Linked DNA regions of Mus musculus: region 2 is linked to region 1. The links are chromatin contacts, called in public promoter capture Hi-C maps. All regions are on one chromosome and are shown on one strand. The core of a region is the stretch at or near the end of the contact, and the rest is flanking DNA. Distances in the headings are between cores, read along the strand shown. Region 1 holds the start of Ankdd1b (ankyrin repeat and death domain containing 1B). Region 2 overlaps Cert1 (ceramide transporter 1).

Evidence for each region. Promoter capture Hi-C pulls out the DNA fragments that hold promoters and counts their contacts.
Region 2: a contact with region 1 is called in a promoter capture Hi-C map of the HPC-7 cell line. The contact joins the enhancer-like site here to the promoter of Ankdd1b in region 1. A contact is called at or near these places in 10 of 39 promoter capture datasets (the C10 cell line, the HPC-7 cell line, embryonic stem cells and 5 more), 2 of 484 Hi-C or Micro-C datasets (ECoMG-derived neutrophils and trophoblast stem cells), 1 of 115 datasets of contacts at active chromatin or transcription factors (embryonic stem cells) and 4 of 9 other capture datasets (adipose tissue, liver, macrophages and 1 more).

What each region holds. Positions count from the first base shown.
Region 1 is chr13:96,467,384-96,472,523 of GRCm38.p6, forward strand. It overlaps Ankdd1b (ankyrin repeat and death domain containing 1B), which reads right to left and starts at 3,836. Exons shown (of 15, transcript NM_001369169.1): 1 at 3,557-3,836. The coding sequence starts at 3,728.
Region 2 is chr13:96,576,658-96,581,797 of GRCm38.p6, forward strand. The region is part of intron 3 of Cert1 (ceramide transporter 1); the gene reads left to right. Gm46436 (a long non-coding RNA gene) reads left to right here. Exons shown (of 2, transcript XR_001781022.2): 2 at 1-5,140. Among named protein-coding and RNA genes, the nearest start is that of Gm46436, 7.2 kb to the left of the region's middle. Within about 2 kb of position 2,159, at least 10 of the 459 cell types and tissues checked have an H3K27ac peak or open chromatin away from gene starts, as enhancers often do. A contact at or near this core is called in the HPC-7 cell line, where this site is marked.

The DNA of each region.
Region 1 (5,140 bases), core at 2,586-5,085:
AACTAAATCTTAAAAAAAAAGACAACTGTTGAAAGATCTCAAAGACTAAATCATGGGAAGATACAGTAAGTTTCTGATATAGAGTGAAGATCATAAGCTGTTGACTGTTCCAAAATTTGTCTAATGATTTAATGCAATTTCAATGAGATGTCACACAAACATATTTGTAGCATGTAGTTCCTATTAATCTCTGGGCAGACTGCACTCCCAGCCCTGCCTAGGTTCCCATGGATCCAGGGATAAAAGACACACACACGCATTAACTTATTTTTGTATGTCTTAGCTCAATGGCTGGACTCTTCTAAGTCTCTCTTGGCTATCCTGTTCTCCTCTCCACTCTCAGCTCAGTTGCTCAGTTACCTTTAGTTCCAGCTCAACCCCTAAATCTGCCCTTAGTTTCCTCTCTGACCTCCTGCCTGCTACCCCAGGCCCAGTAAGGGAAGCAACCAATGACCAATCCACACTAGATCTCACATGGCTGGTAGCTGGTGGTCCCTCTGAAGCATAGCAAAACCTTTTTCCTCTCCTGTGTCTTCTAGCATGTACGCAGGAAACTGCAAGTCTCACCTATTCTGCCCAGCTCATTGGCTGATAGCATCTTTAGTGATCAATCAAGAGCCAGTTGGGGAACAGGATCTTTAGTGTTCTCGTGCAGATTCCCCATCAAAGCACCAGAACGAACCACCCCCTCCAATAGTGTAGCTATTAACAAGTTCATTAAAAATATATAAAGGCAAAGACAATTTTGAGAGACCAAGCCAATTTTGAAAAAGAGAAGCAATGTTGGAAGAGTCACATGACTTAATTTTAGTGTATAATAACCTTACAGTTATGTGCAAAATCACATTAGTAGGGTGTTTAACGATCTATACGCCGACCGAATAAAATATACAGCCTAAAAATAAGCACTCACAAATATCAGCTATTTTTTGACAAATGTTTGTAAGTTTTGACAACAGAGAGTAGATAATTATTTCAACAAATGGTATTTAAATATTTGGGCACCATATTGAAGCCTGATATAAACTTTATATCTTATATACAAATGGACTATCTATGTAAATGAAGAGCACAAAACTATAACTTTTAGGAGAAAATAAATGAGAAATTTTTCATAGTTTGTGGTTCAACAAGATTTTTTTTGTTTTGTTTTGGTTTTTGGGGTTTTTTTTTTTTTTTTTTTTTTTTTTGGTTTTTCGAGACAGGGTTTCTCTGTAAAGCCCTGGCTGTCCTGGACCTCACTTTGTAGACCAGGCTGGCCTCGAACTCAGAAATCCACCTGCCTCTGCCTCCTGAGCGCTGGATTAAAGGCGTGCACCACTACACCCGGCTTTTTTTTTTTTTTTTTTTTTTCCCCAACAAGATTTCTAACATGCACAACAACAGTATGGCTGCAAATGAAAAGAAGTTCATAAACTGTATTTCATCAAAATGTAAAGCTTGCACTCTTATGGGAAGTACCATCGAGGATCAAAATATGCTGCAGAGCAGGTTATGGAGGTTGTGAATATTTCTGGCAAATGAAATACGCCCAGAATACTTAGCTCTCAAAGTTCAACAACCCAATTTAAATACAGAGAAAAGACTTCAAGAGAACAAGAGGGACCAAAGTGATAAAATGTTACCACTACCATGAGGCAAACACAAATTAAGACTGCCAATGCCATACCAATGCACATTGATCTAAATGCCTGAAATTGAGACAAATACAATATCAAGTTTGTTTCTTAAATGTTTCTTTCTTAGGGGGACTGGGCTTGTTCTAGCTACTATCCAGTGTTAGCAAAATGCCCGAGACAACTGATAAAGAATGAGAAAAGGGCTAATTGGCTTTCGGAGGTCTCATTCCATGGCCACATGGTCAGGTTTTTGGGGTGGGGTGGGAGTGGGGTGGCTGGGCTGTGGTTGCACAAGAGAGCACAGTGAATATGTATGGAGAAGCTAGAAGAAAGGAATAGGATCTGTCATGGAATCCTCTTTGAGGTCGTCTCTCAGTAATATGAAAACTTCCTTCCACTAACTGTAAGCATTCTAAGCTCCACCCCACAGTTACCTGGCAACAGCTAGGTATGTTCCTCCTCACAGTTACCTGACAACAGTCAGGTAGGTCTGACCCACTATAAAAGGGGCTGCTTGCCCCCTCCTCCCTCTCTTGATCTCTTGTTCTCTTGTTCTTTAGCCTTCTTGCTCCCTCTCTGTCCCTTCACCCCTTCCTGCCTCTCTCCCCATTCCCCCCCCCCCCCATCTCTCCACATGCTCATGACTGGCCTCTACTCCTCTATCCACCCCCCCCACCCCCACCCCCGCGCCTTTCTCTGCCTCTACTACCCTCTTAACTCCCCTCCCCATGCCCTGAATAAACTCTATTCTATACTATACCATCCTGGTCCCTCAGGGGGAAGGGATGCCTTGGCACGGACCCGCTGAGACATCCCCTTTCCCCATACCTCACCACACCTCCATAGGACATATTCCCCCTTTTCCTTTATCTTTTTATAAACACATCACTAACCCCACTCACTAAAAGATTTAGCTAGTGTGGAGCTTTCAACCCTTAGAAGACATTCACCATCTGAAGTCTAACCCTCTCCAGTCTCAGTAGCTCTCAGCTTCATTCACCACGACCCTCAATGGCTGGGCCTTCTCGCCATTTTAATCTTAGGGACTCCACGTCTGCATCCGCTTGACTCTTGCTTGTCTCAGTTTCTACCTGAACCTCCCGTGGCTGGTTGTTTCCTCTCATTTGAGTGCCTGCCCAAACATGCTCTTGTCTCCTGACCTAAAGTCCTCCTGTGCCCTGGTGCCACCCAGGTCACTTTACTTGGTGGCCTTTCCCTAAAATTGTCACCCCTGTAACTTCCTTGTTCATGATCCGTCAGCCTCCTCCACAACAGAAATCGAGCCCCACAAACCCAGGAGCTGCCTTGTCCTCCTGAAACATCTCTTGAAAGTACTAGGCCCTAGAACATAGTCCTGGAAGAAACTAAGTAACTGCACATTATATTAAGGAAACGATACACAGTTGCCAAGGCCGGGGCTTCAGGAAAGAGTTCACCTACGCGAGCCCATAGTGTGCCCTGAAGATACACGAGTCCTTTATTTTCCGCTCCTGAAGACTTCCTCTGTGTAGCCTCGCTCAATTTGTGTTATTATTCCCGAGGCATAGCTGATCTATTCCCCAAGCTTTAGAAACCTAAACCCAACAAGGTTAAGTGACTTGAAGTCACACAAATAAATCTGCGCGCAAACCGTGATTTAAGACAAAGGCACAAGGAATTCTTTCCTTATCTGGACAAGGGCTTACTCATTTCTTTAAACAATCTCCTCCTCCGCTTAGAAAAAAACGACCCTCCCATCCAGAGTATAGGGTGTGGATCAACACTCAGTGGTGACAACTTCAAAGCTAAAAACCAGCCAGTAAGGGGGCGAGGGGCAGCATTAGAGAACATCCTGAGGGTTGCCAGGTACCTGTATCCTTCCAGGCTTCAGTGAGTGTCCCTCTAGTTTCTTGGCCTGAGCCCACCCTCTGCCCATCACACCTCATCCCAGGACTCACAGCCCTCATGTCCTGCAGCTGCTGTCTCCGGGTCCTGCACCTCCGGCTTCGGCATCCTGGCCAGGCTCCTCCAGGGTCTGGTGGCTACATCCCTCAGGTTGGCCTTTAGGCCCCTGGCTGCCTGGAGCATCGGAGCCCTCGCTCCGTGGCCCTGGGCACTCTCAGGGTTCATGGTCACCCTTGCTGTAGGGACCCCACTAAGGTGTGGAGCTGGACTGCAAATGCGCCACGCAGGAGCGCAGGACTGAGCCTGCTCTCTTTGGAGCCAATGGCTAGGCACAGGCCCTCCGTTCTCCAGCCCTTCCCTGTCTTGGGCTGGTCTGCGGTGTCCGCCTTTAGGTGTGGCATCCCATGTACTCTAGGGTTTGGCTCTACACAAAAGGAAACGTTTCTAGAAATCTACAAGCCCTCGGAAATGCTCAGTTCATGATCCATCAGTTCCCTGTACAGTTTAAAAATATCTGGGTTTGATTTATAGTCCATACTCATTACTGGAAATTCAATATTAAATACTTCCTAGTTGGGATTCCAGAATTTCCTCCTTGAAAAAAAAAGACTCAATTTTTCATTTGATAGTCATGAAATTACCAGTTTTCTTGGCTGGTCTGTTAGAAATTAAAATAATTCAGAAACAGGTCCAAGAAATCCTGACTCTTCAAATAAACTTCAAATAAAAGAGGTAAAATGACTTTTATTTTCTGTTATGAATTGGTGAGGTGTTTCATTTTAATATAAATTATATAATATTAGGGCTGGAAAGATGGCTCAGTGCTCAGCAGCACTTACCACTCTTGCAGAAGCCTAGAGTTTGAATTCCAGCACCAGCTCTGGATGGCTCAACCCAGCTGTTACTCCAGCTTCAGGGCTCCCAATGCCCTCTTCTGGCCTCAGTGGTACTCACATACAATGAATTTAAAATATATATGATATCGATGTCCATTTAAAGCTTGCTTTGCTTTCTAATTACTGTGCACCAAATTTTCAGTATTAAATTCAAATCAGTGTTTCTCGATGTATCAAGGGAAAAACCCAACATGACAAAGTGTACCTAGCAGAGTTCCATTTAGAACTTAAAAAAAAAAAGGCCTAATCTTTATAGTAGGATATTATGATCAAAACAATAGCAAGTATACGACAATGAATACTAGTAGAAATATAAGGCAGGACTAACATGCAAAGTATCATATGTGAATGGAAAATGGGATACAAAACAATATAAATAAAATCCCAACTACCAGATGAGAGTGTACAGGAAAAGAGTATCAGTATATTAACAGTGGAAATCAGACTAACTCCACAGAATTCTGAACCATGTTATTCTAATAATTACAGCACACAAATCGCTTCCAAACTCCCAACTGGGCTCTCTCCGTATTAAAGCTCTCAACAAGATAAGAAGCATTGTGATTTTATGCTCTGCACGAGTGATTCTCAGTCTTCCTAATGCTGCCTGCGACCCTTGAACACAGTTGCTCATGTTGTAGTGACCCCTAATCACAAAATTATTTCTTTGGTACTTCATAACTATAATTTTGCTACTGTTATGAATTGTAATGTAAATACCTGACATGCAACCTAAAAGTT
Region 2 (5,140 bases), core at 909-3,408, 110 kb after region 1:
AAAATTAGTACATCATCTGAATTCTCCTAGCCTATGTGTATAAACTAATGGAATTCCTCCTCTTGCTCTTGGGTGGCCATAAAAGGCAATGTGTTGTGTAAACTAGTGTTTTAGTACTGCTACAATCAGATCCATACATTTTTTTTGAGTCATGCCACTACTATGTACTAGATGCATAAGCTTAGTACGTTTCCTATAAAATGAAATATGATAGCATGCTATATGGTTCCTTTCTCTCCACCTCCAAATAAAAACAAACAGATGAGCAATATAGCCTACTCAGGATAAACAAAAATGTAGAGCATGAATGATGTGGACTCTGATCATTTCGGCTCATTCAATTCACAGTTACTTTCTCTGGCTATTACCTGCTCTTTGGATAGCTGGACAGTCCGTTTGGAATAGTAAACATATCGTTCTGTTCTCATGTCACTGGAAGGCTATTGTATGTTTGCTTGTTTATTTGGTTTGGTTGAGTTAGATTGGTATGGATTGGTTCTTGTAGTGGGCTTGTTTTATTAGAAGTTCCAGACAGGTTTTACTAATATTTAACATCTGGAAGGACTGAAGGTTTCTGTTCCTTCCCAGGATCCTCTTATACTCATTATACAATAAGCTCTATATTAATCTATTTCATGCAAATATACAGCACATGCCTTTACGCTCTATCTCTGACTTTCATAGGTGCATGTATGAGAAAAAAGTGTTGTGTATTCTAAGACTTCTCGAGTGATAGAGAGGTAATGATAGCTAATTTTGAGGATGAATGTGTGTAAACTGCATAATAGACTTACCTTACTTTACTCATATATTTATATGAGAATAGCATTGTTACCTGAGGTAATTGAAGCACAGAAAGATTAAGTAGCCTGTCCAAGGTTAGACACTGGTAAGTAAAGGAGCCAGTCTTTCCAACCCAAGAGGGTGGGCTTTTAGCCAATAAGTTCTTCTGCCATCCTACAAGTATGTATTTACAGGAAATAACTTATTGACTTAAGTCATGGACTTATTGATTCAGGCTATTCTCATATTTTAATAATTCTTCATGTTTATGGTTTTTTTTAGACTACAAGTTTCCTTATGGACTCAGATATATTAATTTATAAGAATTATCAAATTGGGCACAAAAAATTTACAATTTTTTGAAGTCTCCCAAACTCTCCCTTTAACCCTTAATGCCCAGTGTTAGATGACTACTAGTTATGAATCCAGTAGGGTCCTATACTCAGTGCCTACTTATGCTTTCCTTCCTTAGTAAACTCACCCAGAATAACCTGCTCACTGGGAGCAAAAGTCTCAAAGAGATGACTTCTGTTTGTTTCTTGTTAGATTAGATACTGCATATTTTAGTGTGATGTTAAATAATAACTGTTATAAAAGAAAGTACTCAGTTCTAAAGTCATTTTAAAATCAGATTTGTTTTCAAAATATATAGAAAAGGAAGGCCATGTATATATGAAATGAATAATTTTATTTAGAAACAATTTTTTGGCTTTGCTTTTTTTTAAGTCAGTTTATATTTTGTACAACACTGAATATCTTACTAAGATAAAAGTTTTATATTTAAATCTCTTGGCATTTTGCCTTTCAAATGAGAATGTTTAATCTTTGTAAACTAAAAAACTATATGAAGTTTAGGTGATTGGTTTGTATTTGGATTCAATGAACATTTTTCTGGTATTAGTATGCCTCTATATTTAAGGGCCTCTGTGTGCATTTTTTGTGTAGCCAATTTATGAAAGAAATGTATAAATGGTTTATTAGTGTTATTTTTAAAAATTGAGATGCATCCCTGGTGTCTTCTACAGTTAAAATTCTTGTGATAATGACCAAACACAATTGCAGAATTTTAATTTCAACAAATAAAAAATATCAAAAGTAAATTGGGAAAATTTTATATGAGCAGTGAAAAAGAAAAAAATATTTTTTTAAAAAATCTCAACCATTCGATTTTACCAATCAAGACTCAGGATCCAGATGCTGGGGTGAAAGTCCACTAGCTCAGGAAGGCAGAGAAATCACCCAGCTGACCTTCCTCCTCATCCAGTGTCCCACAAACATTCTCTCCTCCCATGCCATCTCAAAACCTCTTGAACTCAATGACTCTCCTTCTACTTCCTGTGTACCTCTCTATCTGTCCTCCTGACTTCCACTTACTCCCAGGTTCACTTCTTGTTAACTGGTTACTTGCCTCACCCCTTGACCTATGGCTGGCTTCATTTAATCCTGTTTACAATAGTCAAGCAGAAAGCTCTTAGATTACAAATATGTGCTAGAGCTGAGACACACCACAACTAAAAACAGGTTTTTCCAGTAAATAACACAATCTCAGGGTTCCGTGTGATCAAATATCCTGTAACATTTCCCCCTTTTTGTCTAAATAAAAAGCAAAAGTTTTAACTCTAACACAGTAAAGCTATTTATAATAATGAAACTATTTCTGCCAAGCTTTCTACAATATCCAGCTTGATTGTATTTGGCATTTATCATACATGCAGCTGAAGACATTAGCTTGATAAGATTTTTTTTTTGTCTAATCATAGAAATTCTTATAAATCAGTTTGAAAAGTTCAGAAAGTATGTCAGGTCTGTGTGAGAGCTTGCGTATAGTCTTCAGCACTACAAAACAAAGGACAAAAGCAGAAGTTAGTAGCACCAAGAGTCAATGAGGGTCTGAAGCTGCAGAAAGTCACTCAGGACTGAGAGCCGTGAAGTGTGCAGATATTTGAAAAGTTGAACTTAGATATCTACTTAGGTCAAATGAATTAAAATTTTGAGAAAATACAAACACTGATATGAAAGATACATTCATTTTAATTATGCTCTTTAGCTTATGAGAATAGAGGCCAGTCTAGGTTCTATAAGTGATAAAATTGTCCTAAGCCCCAGAGAGTATCGAATACCGTACTTAATCAGAGAAAGTCTCGGCTATGCACTTAACTTTTAAGTGATCTGATTGGTAACAAAATTTGATCCCTTTTCAGGCTTTGCCCTCAGATACAGTTGATGCAGGTTAATTTTATCCTCCCCTCTTCTGTCATAGTTCTTGTTTATTTGTAACTTCTGTTCTCCCTCCATCTCTTCTCCTTGGTTTGTTACATTCTTTGCTGACTTTACTTCAGTTTAACTTCAACTTTGGCTGCCCTAAACTCTTTGTAGTGCCCAATTGAAGAAAGAAAGAAAGAAAGAAAGAAAGAAAGAAAGAAAGAAAGAAAGAAAGAAAGAAAGAAAGAAAGAAAGAAAGAAAGAGGAAAGGAACAAGAACTTATTGATTGCTTTTTCATATCAGTTAGTATAAACTGATCATCCCTGGTCCAGTCTCAGTTAATCATACAATTATGATTATTTTTGTTTAAACTTATGAATGGGATTAAGGGTTATACTCATGAGGCCACCATGCTGAGATCATCTAAGGATATAAGAATGAATTCTTTTTCTCTGCCAATTTAAAGAATAAAAAAGCAGGAAAAGCAAGGTCTTAGCACTCCGCCAAGTTTTATTAAAAGCAGAAGTGCACAAAGAGACAGACTCCCTATGTAGAAAGGGTTCCAAAGACAGATTCCAAGTTTTTCTGGCAGAGCCCAAACTTTTCTATGTTTTGAGGTAGGATGGGCTCTCTTTCTGCCCCAGAATTGGCTAGTTTAGGCTATTGTATTGGAGTACATAAGCCATACAAAGAGAGGAAACTGATTTGTTCTCACCCCAGAAGCCCTCATGGCAGGTTTGAATCTTCTGGCAGGAAAAATCCCATTCTTTGCCTTGGAGAGAAGCAACGGGAGATGAAGTGCTTAGATGAGAAGGACATTGAGCTCTTGTCTCCTGCCTGCCTGCCTGCCAGGGCTCTACTTCTAGTCCTTCAGAGCGCAATGCCATGAAAGTCTGACACTGGGGTATAGTTTACTAGGTTTATAAGTATTTAAAATGTTTAGTCACATATTTCCCAGGAACAATGTATGTGACTATTACTACATTTTCATCTTATTTTTCTTCTCTTGTCTGTCTCTAATTCACTTATGTTTCTTTAGCTAAGAAACAGGTGAGGGCAAAAACAATGTTTAAGTTCTATCTCATATTGCTAACTAATATAGATGACTTTAAATATGAAATTACATGTTACAAATATATGCCATTTTGTACAATAGCTTAATGTTGTATAGAACTTTTCTTTGGGAGTGAAGTCTTCAAGCAGTCACTAGAGCAGATGGGTTCTGCTTTTCTGTATTTGATATGGGAAAGTAATGGTGGGTGGCATTGCTTACATGTATGGACAATAGTAGAAATAATTTGCTAAGTTTATGCATGGATTAAACACTAGCTGGGAAAAATGTTTCTTTTAAAAAAGATCAAAGGATGCAGAATGATTCTTTTCCCTTCAAGTCTTAGTGGTGGTCTAATAGCTCTTTATTTATATTTCCTTGGTTCCCAGATCAATGTTATCTGTCCATCTGATGGTGATGGATGAGTTGTAGCACTGAGTACTAGGTACTAGGTGGTACAGACTGAGTACTAGGATGAATGAATGTACCCTGGGCTAGTAGTGTTTTCATTACAAAGAATTCTATTATTTTTCAGACACATGAAACATATAAAGTAAGGCTAGTGCTAGGAATACTTACATTACTCTACATTTCTTAGCCCGTTAGTTTGGTTGGTTATAGTCCTACCCATCTGATATGTTGAGGAATAAAAGGAGTAATTAAGGTTTACGTAAGTGCATTGTTATTAGAGTATCTTCAGATAGGTGCTACTCCCAGCTTACATAGAGATGAACCCTAATGGGTCATGTGACCATCGATCAGTCAGGAGGATGTTATCCAAAAAAAAAAAAAACAACAGTACCCTAAAATGTTTAGAATAGCCCTCTATTTCTAGTTAATATTGGCTTTTTTCACGGCTATAGAGTTATGTATCTTCCCCATATGGTTAAATCTGACAAGTCTTATGGTGTGTTTCAAATCCACCCTGCAAATTTTCTTCTTGCGTTTATTTTACGGGTTTCTGTGGTATTTTACATGAGAAAAAAATAGAAAAACCCTACTTTTAGTCTTACAAACCTAAACAATTACTCTTCATTTAAAACCATTTCTTTATGTACATTTTCCCTTTCAGTTCATTATTTATGAGTGAGGATTTGATGATG